2 separate regions of the Rattus norvegicus genome follow, and region 2 is linked to region 1. A link is a contact called in public Hi-C data. All regions are on one chromosome and are shown on one strand. Each heading gives the region's core, a stretch centred on a gene start, on an enhancer-like site or on the middle of the called end of the contact. The rest is flanking DNA. Distances are from core to core; before and after follow the strand shown.

Evidence for each region. Hi-C and Micro-C count contacts between places; a contact is called where the count stands out from the background.
Region 2: a Hi-C map of the A7r5 cell line shows a contact between it and region 1, with 2.7 times the contacts expected there. The contact joins the enhancer-like site here to the promoter of Kcnf1 in region 1. A contact is called at or near these places in 5 of 12 Hi-C or Micro-C datasets (the A7r5 cell line, Schwann cells, frontal cortex and 2 more).

Annotation. Positions count from the first base shown.
Region 1 is chr6:45,691,140-45,698,454 of GRCr8, reverse strand. Kcnf1 (potassium voltage-gated channel modifier subfamily F member 1) reads left to right here and starts at 4,749. Exons shown (of 1, transcript NM_001169104.1): 1 at 4,749-7,315. The coding sequence starts at 5,248. The coding sequence ends at 6,765.
Region 2 is chr6:45,775,900-45,783,214 of GRCr8, reverse strand. No RefSeq gene overlaps it. Among named protein-coding and RNA genes, the nearest start is that of Pdia6, 12 kb to the left of the region's middle. Within about 2 kb of position 3,589, at least 13 of the 93 cell types and tissues checked have an H3K27ac peak or open chromatin away from gene starts, as enhancers often do. A contact at or near this core is called in the A7r5 cell line, where this site is marked.

The DNA.
Region 1 (7,315 bases), core at 3,500-5,999:
GCTTTGAAGGATGAGAAACAATAAGCCCAGGGCAAGGTGGGCTTCATTGCAGTGAAGTGCATGTTTGGTCCAGGACCCAGGCTGGGGTCCCTCCTGTCTGGATTGCTGTCAGTCTATTTACTGGTGCCTGCTTAATACAGTGGCCACAGGCACAAGGGTTGGAAATAAGGTGTGATTTATTGGTATAATGGACACTATTCAGCCATAAAAGGATGGAGAACTGATAAATATCCCATTTTTAATTAATTTATTTATTTAAATCCCAAATGCTGTCCCTCTCCAGGTTCCCCCTCACAGAGTTTCTCCCCTCATCCTTCTTCCTTTTGCCTCTGAGAGAGTGTACTTCCCGGGTACCCCCCACCCTGGTGCATCAAGTCTTTGCATGGTTAGTGCATCCTCTTCCACTGAGGCCAGAAAAGGCTGCCCTGTGCAGTGAGAAGAGTCAACTTGTTACAAAAAGCTATCTCTTATACAATTTATTTATTCAATTTAATCTATTTAATTCAATTTATTTATTTTTATGTGCTTCGGTGTTTTGCCTGCATTTATGCCTATGTAAGGGTGTGAGATCTCTTGGAACTGGAATTACAGGCAGTCGTGAGCTGCTATGTGGGTGCTAGGAATTGAACTTGGGTCCTCTGGGAGATCACGCAGACCTCTTAAGCAGTGAGCCATCCTCCCCCCCCCCCCACCATTATCACTACCACCACCAAGATAAGTGTGATGGCGCACGCCTTTAATCCCAGCACTCAGGAGGCAGAGGCAGGCATCTCTATGAGTTCAAGGCCAGCCTGGTCTATAGAGAATTCCAGGTGAGCCAGTGAGAGATCCTGTCTCAAAACCAAACCAAACTGAAACTAAAAATACCGAGGTGAAACTCCCTGGTAGAGGTGGTGCACAAACTAGTGACTATTCTAAAAGCTGCTGTCCAATTAGAAGGAGGAAGGTGGGGCTGGGGGGATGGGGTGGCGCAGTCATGAGGATCCGAGTTCAATCCCAAACCCATGCCAAAATTCCTACTATGGTGGCTCATGCCTGTAATCTCAGTTCCAGGGAGGCAGAGACAAGTGGATCCTGGGGACCCCATGGCCAGCCAATCTATCCTAATCAGTGAGTCAAGGCAGTGAGAGAGGCGACAGAAAGAGAGGGAGGGGGAGAGAGAGAGAGAGAGAGAGAGAGAGAGAGAGAGAGAGAGAGAGAGAGAAGAGGAGAGGTCGGGTTCCTAGAACAATACCCAGGGCTGACATCTGACCTGCACATTGCATGTGCAAATGCGTATGCGCTCTCACACATACATACACATACCCCACATACATATACATACATGCACACACATACACACAGGAGCAGTTAGATGGATGAGGAGTTATTTCTTAATAAAGATGTTAGATCAAACAGTACTAAAACACTTAGCTCCTCCCTGGCATTAGCTGCATTTCAAAATGCTCAGAAGCTAGGCGGCCAGTGGCTTCAGTCATAGCAGGTGAAAGTGTCAGCCACCAGGCAGTTGAAGGCTAGCCGGGCAGCCAGACCCCACCAAATCTGGTACAATCCCTCCTATTCCGGATAAGACTGGACCTTGTGCTTCAGGCTGAGCAAGCACAGCAAGGAGAACAGCTTCACCCGCCATGCTGGTTATCTTTATTGTTGACTCCACAAGCCAGGGCCATCAACTGAGAAAATGTCTCCTCCAGACTGACCTGTAGTCAAGTCTGCAGGGGCGTTTTCTTGATTAATGATTAGTGTGGAAGGGCCTGGTCCACTGTGGGTGGGGCTACCCAGGGACAGGTGGCTGGTCCTGGGTTGCATAAAAAGGACCTTGAGGAAGCCATGGAGAGCAAGCCAATGAGCAGCATTCCTCCATGGTCTCTGCTATGGCATCTGTGACCACAAAGCCCGAGAAGACACTGTCCCTGCAGGGCTAGTCCACTCTTCCACTCTTTCCAGTGGGGATGATCAATTCAGTCCCAGGCCTTAGCCTACCTCCTCCCCAGTAAATCCTCACAGCATTGGTATATTTGGCCGAATTGGTATAGGACAGATATTCCTCTGCCCTAAATCATCCCAGACCCAGGTACCAAACAGTGGAGACCACTCGTGCCTGCCAAGCCTGCCAGAGGCCTCCAGCTCCCTAGATCTTAGTTCTGTCCTGCATTGATTTTCCTCTGGAGACCCCAGTGAACGATTCCACTTTCTTCTTGCTCCCAGCCCTGCCTGGTCAAGCCTGCATTTGCCCTGCCTGTGCCCTTTTCTTGGGGTTTGTAAGAACATAATGACTCAGTCACCACTGTACATTAATTAAGTCTGGAGAATAATTTTAACACCTAGCCTCTTCCATGCTGGAGAGATGTCTACAGACTTTCACATGCTTAAAACACCCCCACATAGTGATGGTACCTAGGGTGGTGGCCGAGGTCCCATCAGGCACCAGGATATCAAACCACAGGAACACTGTGTGCACTGTGGGCTTGGTTTGCTTTTGAGTCAGGGTACACTGTATCCCTGGCCAGCTTCAAATTCACTATGCAGCCAAGGATAGCCTTGAACTCCTGATCCTCCTGTCTCTACTGTATCCAACTTTCATGCACTGTTGAGGGTGGAACCTAGGTCTTCCTGGGCAAGCACTCTGCCAGTTGAGGTATGACCCAGGCCCTAACACCCAGCTTTTGTGCCTCCCTTTTCCAATCAGCTGACACCCTGACAGTATCCCTTCTAGGAGAACTCAGGAAGCATGACCCTGTACATTCCTCCCTCTCTTATTATACCCAAACTATTATATATATATATATATATACATACATATATATATGTGTGTGTGTGTTGTATGCATATATAATAGATGTATAATATATATGGTAGATTATGAATTCTGTCCTTACCTAGGGTGAGTGTAGCATGTATGCATGCCCAGGACCTTGGTAAATATTTGAACATGTGAGTGAGAATGGTCTTTTTAAGCCCATAAAGCTCAGATTTGGCTGCTCTTTACACTGGGCTCTGCTGGTACACAGGAGAGCAGGAGGAGGCTGAGGAGCACTAGCATAGACAATATGGACCTAAGGGTGAGGAGATAGTAGACTGACTGCCTACCAAGGAAGGGGGCCTTGGAGCCTAGCAGCCCGGATCCCAAATGCAGTGGGTGATGGTGGCAGCTACTAATGTCTTAAGCAGCTGGGGACTGAGAATATGTGTGTATATATATATATATATATATATATATATATATACACATATATATTTAATCACATACTATACATATAATATAAATATATATCACAGAGTGCTAGGTGTCCAGTGCTCTTACATTAGTGTTAACCGTTATTGCTGTCCAACCTTTCTCAGACTCAAGTTCCTATTCTGAGTGACACCATAGACCGGTGCTAAGGAAATAAAATCAAAATTGTTAAGATATTTCCCCAACAATACCTTGTGTATTGCATTCCATAGCATCCAGTTTTTATATCATCCCATTAAAGAAAATACCACTAGTGGCCCTGTATAGCAGCTTTAGGACTCAAGAATAGGCATGGTCTTGAATGGCAGAGAAATCCAGCATACGAATACATTTTAATAGTCCTTTCCAATGAGCAGTTCTGGAGCCATAGAAAATTTGTACAGAGAAATGCAATTTCCCAGACCCCTGTCTCTTCAACTTCCCCATGACCAGCACCCTCCCCCCACAGTGAACATCCCTGTGGGAGTGGATGCTTGTCACAACTGAGGAAATTCCAGGGACCGAGCATCTATAATCACCCACATGGCCACAGTGTCCTTTAGGACACCCTCTTGCTTTTGTGCACTGTGGGTTTTGACAAGTGCGAATGACATATTTGCAACCATACAGTCAAACAGAATAAAATGGCTCCACTGTCTATTCACCCCTCCTCTTACTGGTTCTGCCTGTTCATCTCTCCAACTCTGTGTGCACGTGGTGGGTAAGGGGATATCGTCCAGGATAGCTTCCAACTCTAGAGGATAACCTTGAACTCCTGATCTTCTTGCCTTCCTTTGTTAAGTAAGGGAAGCCGGGATCACGGACAGGTACCGCAGCCCAGCTTATGTGGTATGGGAGAGCAAACACAGGCCTTGTGCATGTTAGGCAAGGACTCTACCGACTGAGTTACATCTCAGCCCAGCTTATGTTTTTAACCCAATTCCAGGCCATAGCTGGATCAGGATTGATAACGCTAGTGGTTAAGAACCTGGAACTGAACCAGAGATGCTCTGTGCCTCCGGAAAGATGAGAGGGAGTATAGGGGCATCCAACCGGAAGAACTCACTTCTCTCAGAGTAGAGGGGATTGTGGGCACAGGGGCCCAGGCATCCTGGGCTATGGGAGCTAATGGTGCTAGCCTGCTGGAAGCTGGCAGCTAGGCTAGCAGGAAAACCTGGGTTAAGGGATGTCTAAGCCTTCCTCTCTTTTCATCTTGTGACCTGAAGCAATTTCCTTTTTATTGTGAAGTCTGGGACAAGTTGTAGTGGTAGAGGATAAGGTCCCACCACCAGCAGGGCAGTGCTCGGGAGTGTCAGAGACCCTTCCAGGGCCTACGGAAGCCTAGGACAGAAGGAATGTGCCCAAGGAGTGCACAGCTGCCCCTTGAGGAACTTGGTGAACAACAGACAGAGGGCCTCTTTCCCCTCTCACCTGGCTGCGCAGGAAGGACTTGGCAGCCTGAACCCGGTGGCCTTAAAGCTGTTGGTCCTAACCTCTCAGCTCGCAGTTCAGCGGTTGGTGCCGGTGACACGATGGCAGCAGCTGTGCAGGTCTGCCCAAGGGTTAACTCATTCCTGGGCAGCTGCAGCGCGTGCGGTGCGAAATCTCACCAGAAGAGGGTACAGTAGCAAAGCGTTTGACGTCAGGCTGGAATTCCTATTGTGTTTCGGACCCGCTCCGGCAAAGCCAGTCCAAGTTAGCTCTCGGTACAGCCCAGATCGCGCAGCTCTGGGGCTGACCCGTCACTGCCACCGCTCATCCAGGGAAGGAGGACGCTGCCTGCGAGAAAAACCTCGTCCTGTCCCGGACCGACCTGAAGGAGCCCGTGGGTGAGTGTCCCCAACACCGAAGCCGAAGCCACTGGCCGCAGAGTCCCCCGCCAGCACTCCTGGATGCCCGCGTGCAGCCCCGCCACTGGGTGCATGGCTCCCTTACGGTGCGCCCCAGCCTGCCACCGCCGGTTCTGAGTGCCTTTCCCGGCAGGTGGTTGTTGTCCCCGAGGGCCTCGCATTGGCAGCGGCTGCGCAGGGAGCATGGAACCGGGGCTTGCAAGCGAACCCACCAGGAGCATGGACGCATCTGCGGAGCAAAGCCTCCCAGAGCCAGGCAGCCAGGACTCTGTGGCAGGCGATGACATTGAGATCGTGGTAAATGTGGGGGGCGTGCGGCAGGTGCTCTATGGAGACCTGCTCAGCCAGTATCCCGAGACGCGGCTGGCAGAGCTCATCAACTGCTTGGCGGGGGGCTACGACACCATCTTCTCTCTGTGCGATGATTACGACCCAGGCAAGCGCGAATTCTACTTTGATCGGGACCCGGACGCGTTCAAGTGTGTCATTGAAGTATACTATTTCGGTGAGGTCCACATGAAGAAAGGCATCTGCCCTATCTGCTTCAAGAACGAGATGGACTTCTGGAAGGTGGACCTCAAATTCCTGGATGACTGTTGCAAGAGCCATCTGAGTGAGAAGCGCGAGGAACTGGAGGAAATCGCGCGCAGGGTGCAGCTCATCTTGGACGACCTGGGTGTAGACGCTGCCGAGGGCCGCTGGCGCCGCTGCCAGAAGTGTGTCTGGAAGTTCCTGGAGAAGCCGGAGTCTTCGTGCCCAGCGCGGGTGGTGGCAGTTCTATCCTTTTTGCTCATCCTTGTCTCCTCCGTGGTCATGTGCATGGGCACCATACCTGAGCTGCAAGTGGTGGACTCTGAAGGCAACCGCGTAGAGCACCCGACGCTGGAGAACGTGGAGACTGCTTGCATCGGCTGGTTCACTCTGGAGTACCTGCTGCGCCTCTTCTCATCGCCCAACAAGCTGCACTTTGCCCTGTCCTTCATGAACATTGTGGATGTGCTGGCCATTCTCCCCTTCTATGTGAGCCTCACACTCACGCATCTGGGTGCAAGAATGATGGAACTGACCAACGTGCAGCAGGCTGTGCAGGCCCTAAGGATCATGCGCATCGCACGCATCTTCAAGCTAGCCCGCCACTCCTCAGGCCTGCAGACCCTCACCTACGCTCTCAAGCGCAGTTTCAAGGAACTGGGGCTATTGCTTATGTACCTGGCCGTGGGCATCTTCGTCTTCTCCGCACTAGGCTACACCATGGAGCAGAGCCACCCTGAAACTCTGTTCAAGAGCATCCCCCAGTCCTTCTGGTGGGCTATCATCACCATGACCACAGTGGGCTATGGCGACATCTACCCCAAGACCACTCTGGGCAAGCTCAACGCGGCCATCAGCTTCTTGTGTGGGGTAATTGCCATTGCCTTGCCCATTCACCCCATCATTAACAACTTTGTCAGGTACTACAACAAACAACGTGTCCTGGAGACGGCAGCCAAGCATGAGCTGGAGCTGATGGAGCTCAACTCCAGCAGCGCAGAAAGCAAGCCCGGGGGCTCTCGCAGCGACCTGGACACCCTGCCCCCAGAGCCTGCTGCCAGGGAGGGGCCAAGTTGGGGTAGCCGGCTGAAGCTCTCACACAGCGATACCTTCATTCCCCTGCTGACAGAGGAGAAGCATCATAGGACCCGGCTACAGAGCTGCAAGTGATGGCTGGGCTCCCTGGCAGGGACAAGACTGGGCTGTGGATGGACAAACCATTGGGTAGACATGTTAGTAGGCATGTCTATGGTTTCAGAGGAGTCGCTTGTGTCTTCCAGCCCTCCCCTGAGCAGACCTTTGCCAAGACTGGGTAAGACTCCTTGGGTGCCAGCTGTCCAGGTGCAGGGGGTCTGGGGAGTGCAGGAGTCACAGGGCCACTTGGGGCTATCAGAATGGCCTGGCATGAGCCCTTATCTGCTTCTGTGTCCCCTTCAATAAAACCTCCTATCCAGCATACCCTCCATGCTGTGGGTTGTCTCAGGCTGGTTACCCCAAGAGTGACTACTGCACACCCTAGTGCCAGGCCAGGAAGGAGGTGTGCAGCTCCAGAGGGAGTGGGGGTAGCTATTTTTAGTTGAGAGCTAATTAAAGAAGGGCTGCAAGGCAGGGTTCAGCTCCAAGGCGCCTTGCCACATTCCAGGAGACACTCTCCTGCTTCCTTCTGTGGGAAAGCTGCCTCACTGAGGCTCGGGAAGGAAGGAGAGGTGACAGAGCCCAC
Region 2 (7,315 bases), core at 2,340-4,839, 86 kb before region 1:
TTATCCAGTTGCTTTTGTCACAGTACCAAGTAAAATAATCAACACATCCTCTTTTGGAGGGCACCAAAGACAGTGGTTCTTCTATGATGTCTAACTGTGCCCCTTGGCCAAGCAGCCAGAACCCCAGTCCTCTGAGCTCACATACACACACCTGTTTTCCCTGCCATGGCCTGGATCTTTGCCAAAAGCCACAACAACCAGGATGTTGACTTTGAGCTTTGCAAACAAAAGATCCTGATGTATCAGGATCTAACTCGTGTCAGAGATACAGTGCATTACACATCATTTTCTTCCCTGTTCACAGAGCTGAAACATTAGCAGATCTTTCTCCTTCCTATGCGGACAAATTCTGCTTCAGTTGTCAGAGTGCTTGCCTAGCATGCAGGAAGGCCTGGGTTGGACCACCAGCATCACACAAACCCAGGCAGGGTGACACATGCCTATATCCTAGCACTCAGGAGGTGGAGGCAGGAGGATCAGGACTCCAAGGTCATTCTTGGCTACCTAGTAAGCTGGAGGCTAGCCTGGCTATCTGTGATCCTGTCAAAACAAAACAAAACAAAACAGAAAACAAAAACTGAGCCAGGCATACTGGTCTATATATTCAGTACCTGGCCAGCCAGAACTACATAGGTAGACCTTGTCTCAAAAAAGACAAAAATTACAAAAACAGGGACCAATAGGACTTCTCAAAGAGCAAAAGCATTTTCTGAAAGGCTATTCAACTGGGGCTTTCAGAAAGGAAGGAGAGAACTCCTGAAAGTTATTTTCAGTCCTCCACAGGCATGCGCTCTCTCTCTCTCTCTCTCTCTCTCTCTCTCTCTCTCTCTCTCTTTCTCACACACACACACACATACACACGTACATGCACGTACATACACACAAACACACAAAACACACACACACAACACAGACACACATCCCTACATGCATATACATACATATACACACAAAACACACAGACACATACATATGCACACAAAAACATACACACACGCATATACATACATGTACACATATTCACATTCATACACATAAACAATACAAATATACACACATGTAATTAGAAAGAACTTCTAAACAATAACAACAACAAAAGCCAAATCACCACAAACCTCATAAATCTTTTGACATTTCTAGCCTCGACACTTCAAAGGCTCCCTCCTCCATTTCTGTTTCTTTCCCTTGTAACTTCCCCGGGACTTTCTGGAGATTGAGGGAGACCTTGCCCTACCCTTGTTTTATTTTTTTTTTTAACATTCTAATCACTAAAAGTATGCCAAAGTATGGTAAAGGTTATGACTGCTTTATTTTGTGCTCTGGGGATTAAACCCATGGCAAGAGCTGAGCTATACCCAGTCCCATGATAGATTCTGTGTTTATTTTGAGCAGAATCGGTTCTTTAAATGAAAGGGATGGGTTTTTTATCTGAGTGTCCAGTCCAAAAAAAAAAAAAAAAAAAAAAGACAGTTGCAGAAAGCAAACCAGGTGACCTGCCGGGGACACCAATCCATAGGAGCACAGTCAACTGGCCTCTTTCCACTCTGCCAGTTTGTCCTTGTGTTTCCACGCTCTCACTTGGAACAGATGAACCATGGAGTCTTTTGAAGCTGAGAAGTCTGGCTAAATGGGCCTTCAGGCCATCTGGAAGGGCACACACCATTTTCTGTGGCTTGGTTGCTTCATTGAGGGAAAGCTGCCAACCTCAGCCAAGGGTCCTTCTGAAGTCTTGAAAGGAAGCCCTCTTTGTCTGTTCCAATATAGCTGCTGGGCCCCTCCTTGCCCTCGGCTGACTCTCATTAATCTTTTAAATGTAAGCCCAGATGTTAACCTGTCACCTCTTTCAGAAAGCGTCCCTCCTTCTGAATCACCAACCAAAGAGCGAGCACGGGCTGGACCTAGGCCTCCTGCACATATGTAGCAAACAAGCAGCTCGGTCCTCAACAACGGGAGCGGGGCTTCTCCCTGAATCCGTTGCTTGCTTGCCTGCCTGCGGAGCCCGTTTCCTTAAATGGACTACTTTTCCTGACCTCAGTGGGAGAGTATTTACCTAGTCCTGCAGCAACCTGATGAGCCAGGGCTGGGGGGTTCTGGGGGAACGGAAGGGTGTGGATAGGGAGGTGATACCTAGAGCGGGGGTTCTCCCTTCTCAAAGGAGGAGGGAAAGGAACCGGCTGGGGGAGGTATCGCACTGGTGGTATAATCATAAAGACCACTAGGTGGCGCCAAGTACCCTATGCAGGAAAGTTTCACGCCTTGCCTTTTGCAGAGCCCCGGGAACATCATTAGGAAGAACAGTTGATTTTTCCTTTTCTTTCATTTAAAACATAATTATACTTGTTTGCTTGCTTGCTTGCCTGTTTGTTTGCGTGTATGTGTGTGTGGGTACACATGGGCCAGAGAATGTGCATGGAGGTTGAAGCACAACTTTTGAACTTTGGGGAGTTGATTCTCTCCTACCTTTTGGGTCTTGGGGATTGAACTCAGGTCTTTGCAGCACCTTTACCTCCTGAGCTACCTCACGGCCCCACATCCTTCTTCTAAATTCAGGCACATGTGTATTCGTGTGTGTGGATTCGGAGTCCAGAGAATAACCTCTAGTGTCCTCAGAAATACTATCTCTTGTTGGCCTGGAGCTCACCAGTTCATCAAAGACTGGCAGGCAAGCCAGCCCTTGTGAGCCATCTGTTCTGGTCTCCCCAGAGTTGGGCTTCAAAGCATGCAACACAAACACTAGCATTTTGGTGTGGGTTCTGGGGACGTAACTCAGGGCCTCATGCTTACAGAGCAAGCACTGTCCTGATTGAACCATCTCATCGGCCTCTCCAAATGATTTTTCCTAGGTTGATTTCAGGAGCTTTTCCTAAAATCTCGAACCCCACATCCAGCCTGTGGAAGGACAATGGTTTTGTTAAGAGTCGTTTCGGTTCACTAAGGGGGAGAAATTAGCTTGGGTGTCTCTTAGGGAGAAACTGCTGGCCTTTCTGCTCTTACGAGGCTCACACCACTCGTGCTGCAGCCACTGAGAGGGTCTACCTACAAACCTGGCCACATGCACACACCTGTACCAAATAGGCTAGAAGGGGGCTGCTACCCTGTGTCCCCTTGACTGTCTAACTGTGCAGGAGCAGAAGGAAAACTTGTCTCCTCCGGCTGTGGAGCCACTCAGAGCTTTTAATAACGGAACATCTTTGACCTTCCCTACACAGCCTCTTTTCTTTCAGAGAAGGCTTCCTTCCCACACAGGCACCTTCTTCGGGAGACTTGGATGTGGGGGTGTTCTGTTCAATCCCGAGAATGATCTTCAATCGTCACACTTCCGGTGTTGAATGAGTGAACTTACTAAGTATATAGCAAGCCCAGGGTAAAAGAATAACTAGCAAGTTAGCAGATAGTCAGACAGCGAAACATTATCAAATCGTGTGCTCAAAACAGCCAGCAGAGACGAACTGAGAAGTTGAAGCAGATACCCTGGAGGAAGTAATGACGGGGACAGACCACCAGGAGGCGCTTCCGCTTGCTTTGTTACTCAGCCCGATCTGCTTGTGGAAACTGGACTGTCTGCCCATGACTGGTGCACATTTTTCTTTGCGTGCCAGGCTTTAATAAAATATTTACGTCATAGAATAGATGCTGTGGTAGAGATTTCAAACCATTTATGCTACACAGTGTGGTCTCAACCTCAGCGTCCTGGCTTGGCTGAATTCTATTGTCAGCATCTTCTTCAGTGTCGTAGGATCTGGAAGCTGGGTCCAGGGGAGATGAGGCATCCTGTCAGGAGGAGAGGGTGGCTGGAAAGGTCAAGAATAGAGCAAGGAGCTGTGAGGAGAAACTGAGATGTCCAGGGCCATCTTGGGGACCCAGGAAATGTAAGGTAGACTCTAATCTAGGGTTTATCTGACCCCCTGTAGTTACAGAAACCCAGAGACATGGGAGTCAGAGTCCTGGGGGAGAGGTGTTCCCAGAACACCAGCTCTCTGGGTAACTTTTCATGTAAGATTGTGGAGAGTGGGTGAGGGGAGAGAATACAGCAAGAGAGTGAGGGCATGGGTGGTTTGAGGGTATGGAAAGAACCCAGGAGTCCTCATTCTCCCGGGGTATAGCACCCCTAGACATCCCCTTCACCCTCTTGGGGCAAGGTCAGACGCAGACCCTGGCTATATATTTAGGACAGCTGAGGCTATTGCCCTACCCACTCAGCTTCTGATAGGCCAGCTTCACAGAGGGGCAGACATCAAGCTGCACCAGACACACTCAGAAGCAACTTTCTCCTCCCACATCCTCTCCCTCTGCAGTTACCTCCCCTTGGAATGAGACCAGGCTGGTTTTTAGCTGGTGTGTGTGTGTGTGTGTGTGTGTGTACACGCACGTGCGCGCGCACACACGCGCTCACTTCCACTCCCACTTCACCCTGGGACTTCTAGTTGGTCATTGCAGGAACCCCAGAGGGCATGTCCTTCTAATTCCGTCGGGAAGAGAGGACAAGGTCACCACCATCTAGGCTATGTTTCGGTCTCTTAGAAATTCCAGGAATGCTGGTGTACCTGCACCCATGAGTGTAGACACACCCTTCTCACAGGAATGGATGGTCAGAGCTCAGGAAGGGTAAGCAGAACACTCACGTGTGTCCCTGGGTGGAGTGCCTGGCACACAATGTATTCCGTGGCATAAAAGACGTGGGAATGAAGGTTAGACCGGTGAAGTGATATCCCCGAGGCGCGACACCACCAGGCGTCAGGACCTGGTTTGTCACACCTGGGTCTCTCTACTTGTAGAAACACCTGCTCTCTCAAGTTTTCATGAGAGCGTCTATTTCATGACCCTTTGATGCTGCCGCAGGGAAACTGAATCCCAAAATAAACTCCTCCCCCTTTCCAACCTCCGCACACTTCTGAAGGCGGATTAAACTGGGCATTAGGAATTTTCTACCCACTGTCCCAAAATTCCAGCAGCTTAGGAATTTTCTACCCACTGTCCCAAAATCCCAGCAGCTTACACAGCGAGCACAGCACAGATCTGGGAGAAAAGTCCCCACTGAATTGTCTATGTTTGGCAGCCTCGGGCGGCAGGCTTTCAAAGCAAGACAGCTAGCTCCTCCGGGTGCTTTTGGGGCTCCACTTGTGATCTGTGATTTAAAATGTAAAAGTATCTCATGCTAGATCAAAAGCAAGTGCTCTATGTGGGCCAGGGACGCTGCCCTCAGCACTGTGCTTCAGAGAAAAAAAAATACTCGTAATTGGCAGGGAACATTCTGGAGCCTTCTGGATCTCCCCGCCCCACTCCACACACAATAATCTATAACGGACCACTGGTAGACATTGACCCTATGGCCTTGTCTCTCATTCCTTCAGACAGGCTCTGAGAAGTGAAGTCTTCCTCAGTTCCCAAATGCTGGTCATGGACCCAGGACCCAGGGCGTCTGAAAATATAGGCTCACTGGATGATGGACAACATTCCCTTGGCCTAAGGCTGTCTTTTTAAAAAACCACAAAGGAGATGGATTTCTTCCTGCCATGCTTTAAACATAACCTGCACAGCAGACTCTAGAAGAGATAAGGGAATTAAATTTACACTGTTTGATTATAGTGTGAACTCGCCCTGTGGGAGGACAGCAAGGAACATTGCCAATTCTAATGTGTTTGTGTCTATTCTGTTGAACCACAGGGGTCCACCTCAGCTAGCCTCCCAGGCTGCACCGAAAGCAGTCGGTCCCACTTGGATGGTGAGTTCCCTCAGGTAATAGGACTTCCAGAAAGCCATGGGGGCTTTCTGTAGGTCAGGCAAACTTTAGAGCCTGCAATCAAGACCAGGTTGCCCTGAATTCTTTTACTCAAGATCAGGAAGCCCCCGGCAGCTTTTGTAGCTCTCCTGTGCCTACACACCTTGTGGTCTGTCCTGTGGAGATGGTAGCAGTCCCCATCTGAAGGGTTACCATGAGGAAGGAGTGACTTGCCAGATTTGCTAGTGCTCCAGCATCATCCTGCTAGCCCCTGTGCTGGGGAGAAATTGTGGCTTTTCCTACCAGGCACCAGGGAGAGCCGCTCATCCCTCCTCCAAGACCGGGTGGTCTCTCTTCACCGCCCTCTACAGACAAAACCTAGCATTGCACCGGCAGGCAAAGGGGAAGGTTCAAGGGACCCAACTCCAGCATCCTACAGCAGGTGAAGAAAGGGTGCATTTGAAGGGTTAATGAAGTGACAACTGGCAGAGGTGACAAGAGAGGTGAGGAGCACAAATGAGAGGGCAAGAGCCGTGCTGTTCTCATGGCTGCGCACACTTAATATGGTACGATGAACTACGTAGTATTTAGCCCCACTATATGTCTCCTGCTCTGATCTGTCTTTTTCCCCCATAGGATCACTATTATTCACGCTATACGGGTGAGTGAAGAGAGGCACAGAGACCTTGAATGGTGTGCTCGAAGTCATGCCGTCATTCCTAAGGTACTGCTCTCTGCTTTTGGAAATTCTGTCCTTTCTGCTGCACCCTGATGTCACTGTCATGGAGGGCCACCAGGCCTGGTACTCTATCTTGAGAACTTCCTGCGGCCTTCACTTTGTCCCTTTTTTGTGGCATGGCCCTCTCTGCTGCCCACATGGGGCCTAACCAGTGGGGACCCTGGCCTCTCACCCTTAGGCTCAGGGGATCCAATAGCTGAGGAGGTTAGAGGATCTCTGACACCTGCCATCCCACGGCACACCGCACGGCACAGTGCTAGAGCAGAGCCTGCCACAAGTTCTGGGAGCTCAGGATCAGGGTCAGGAACACAGGAATGGGAGCCACAGCTTTATGTGGGTCTGATTCACTTCTCATGATTACCCACAAGGGTATTCGCCTCTTAATAATGGAAGGGTGTTTCCTCGGAAAGTAGTTGGAGGCATCCCCGGTATCCTGTCCTTAAGGACACGATCCATTTGGCTTCTGGTCAGCAGCTAGAAAAAGACCCAAAAGGTTCAGGGATGGACTGGTCCTAAGTACAGAAGGGTCTGGCTGAGAGTCTTGGGTCAGATATCCCAGCCTCTGGGAAGGAGGAGAGTTGACCCTTCTGGAGAGATCCAGCCCTCTGTGGAGAGAGCCTGTGTAAGATGTGACGGCTTCAGAAGACAAGGTTGCAGCTGTACCCTTTGGGGGACATTCCTACTGCTGCCTGGACCCTGAGGTCAGTGGAGCCAGTCTCATCCAGGAGACCTTTAAGAATCATTCCAGCTCCCCAGTCATCACTATGTTTGCTGATATGCATTGCACCTGCTAGGGGCTGGGCTTCATGGACTCTTCAATCACAACAGCTCCATGGTGCTGGCATGGCTAGCATCCG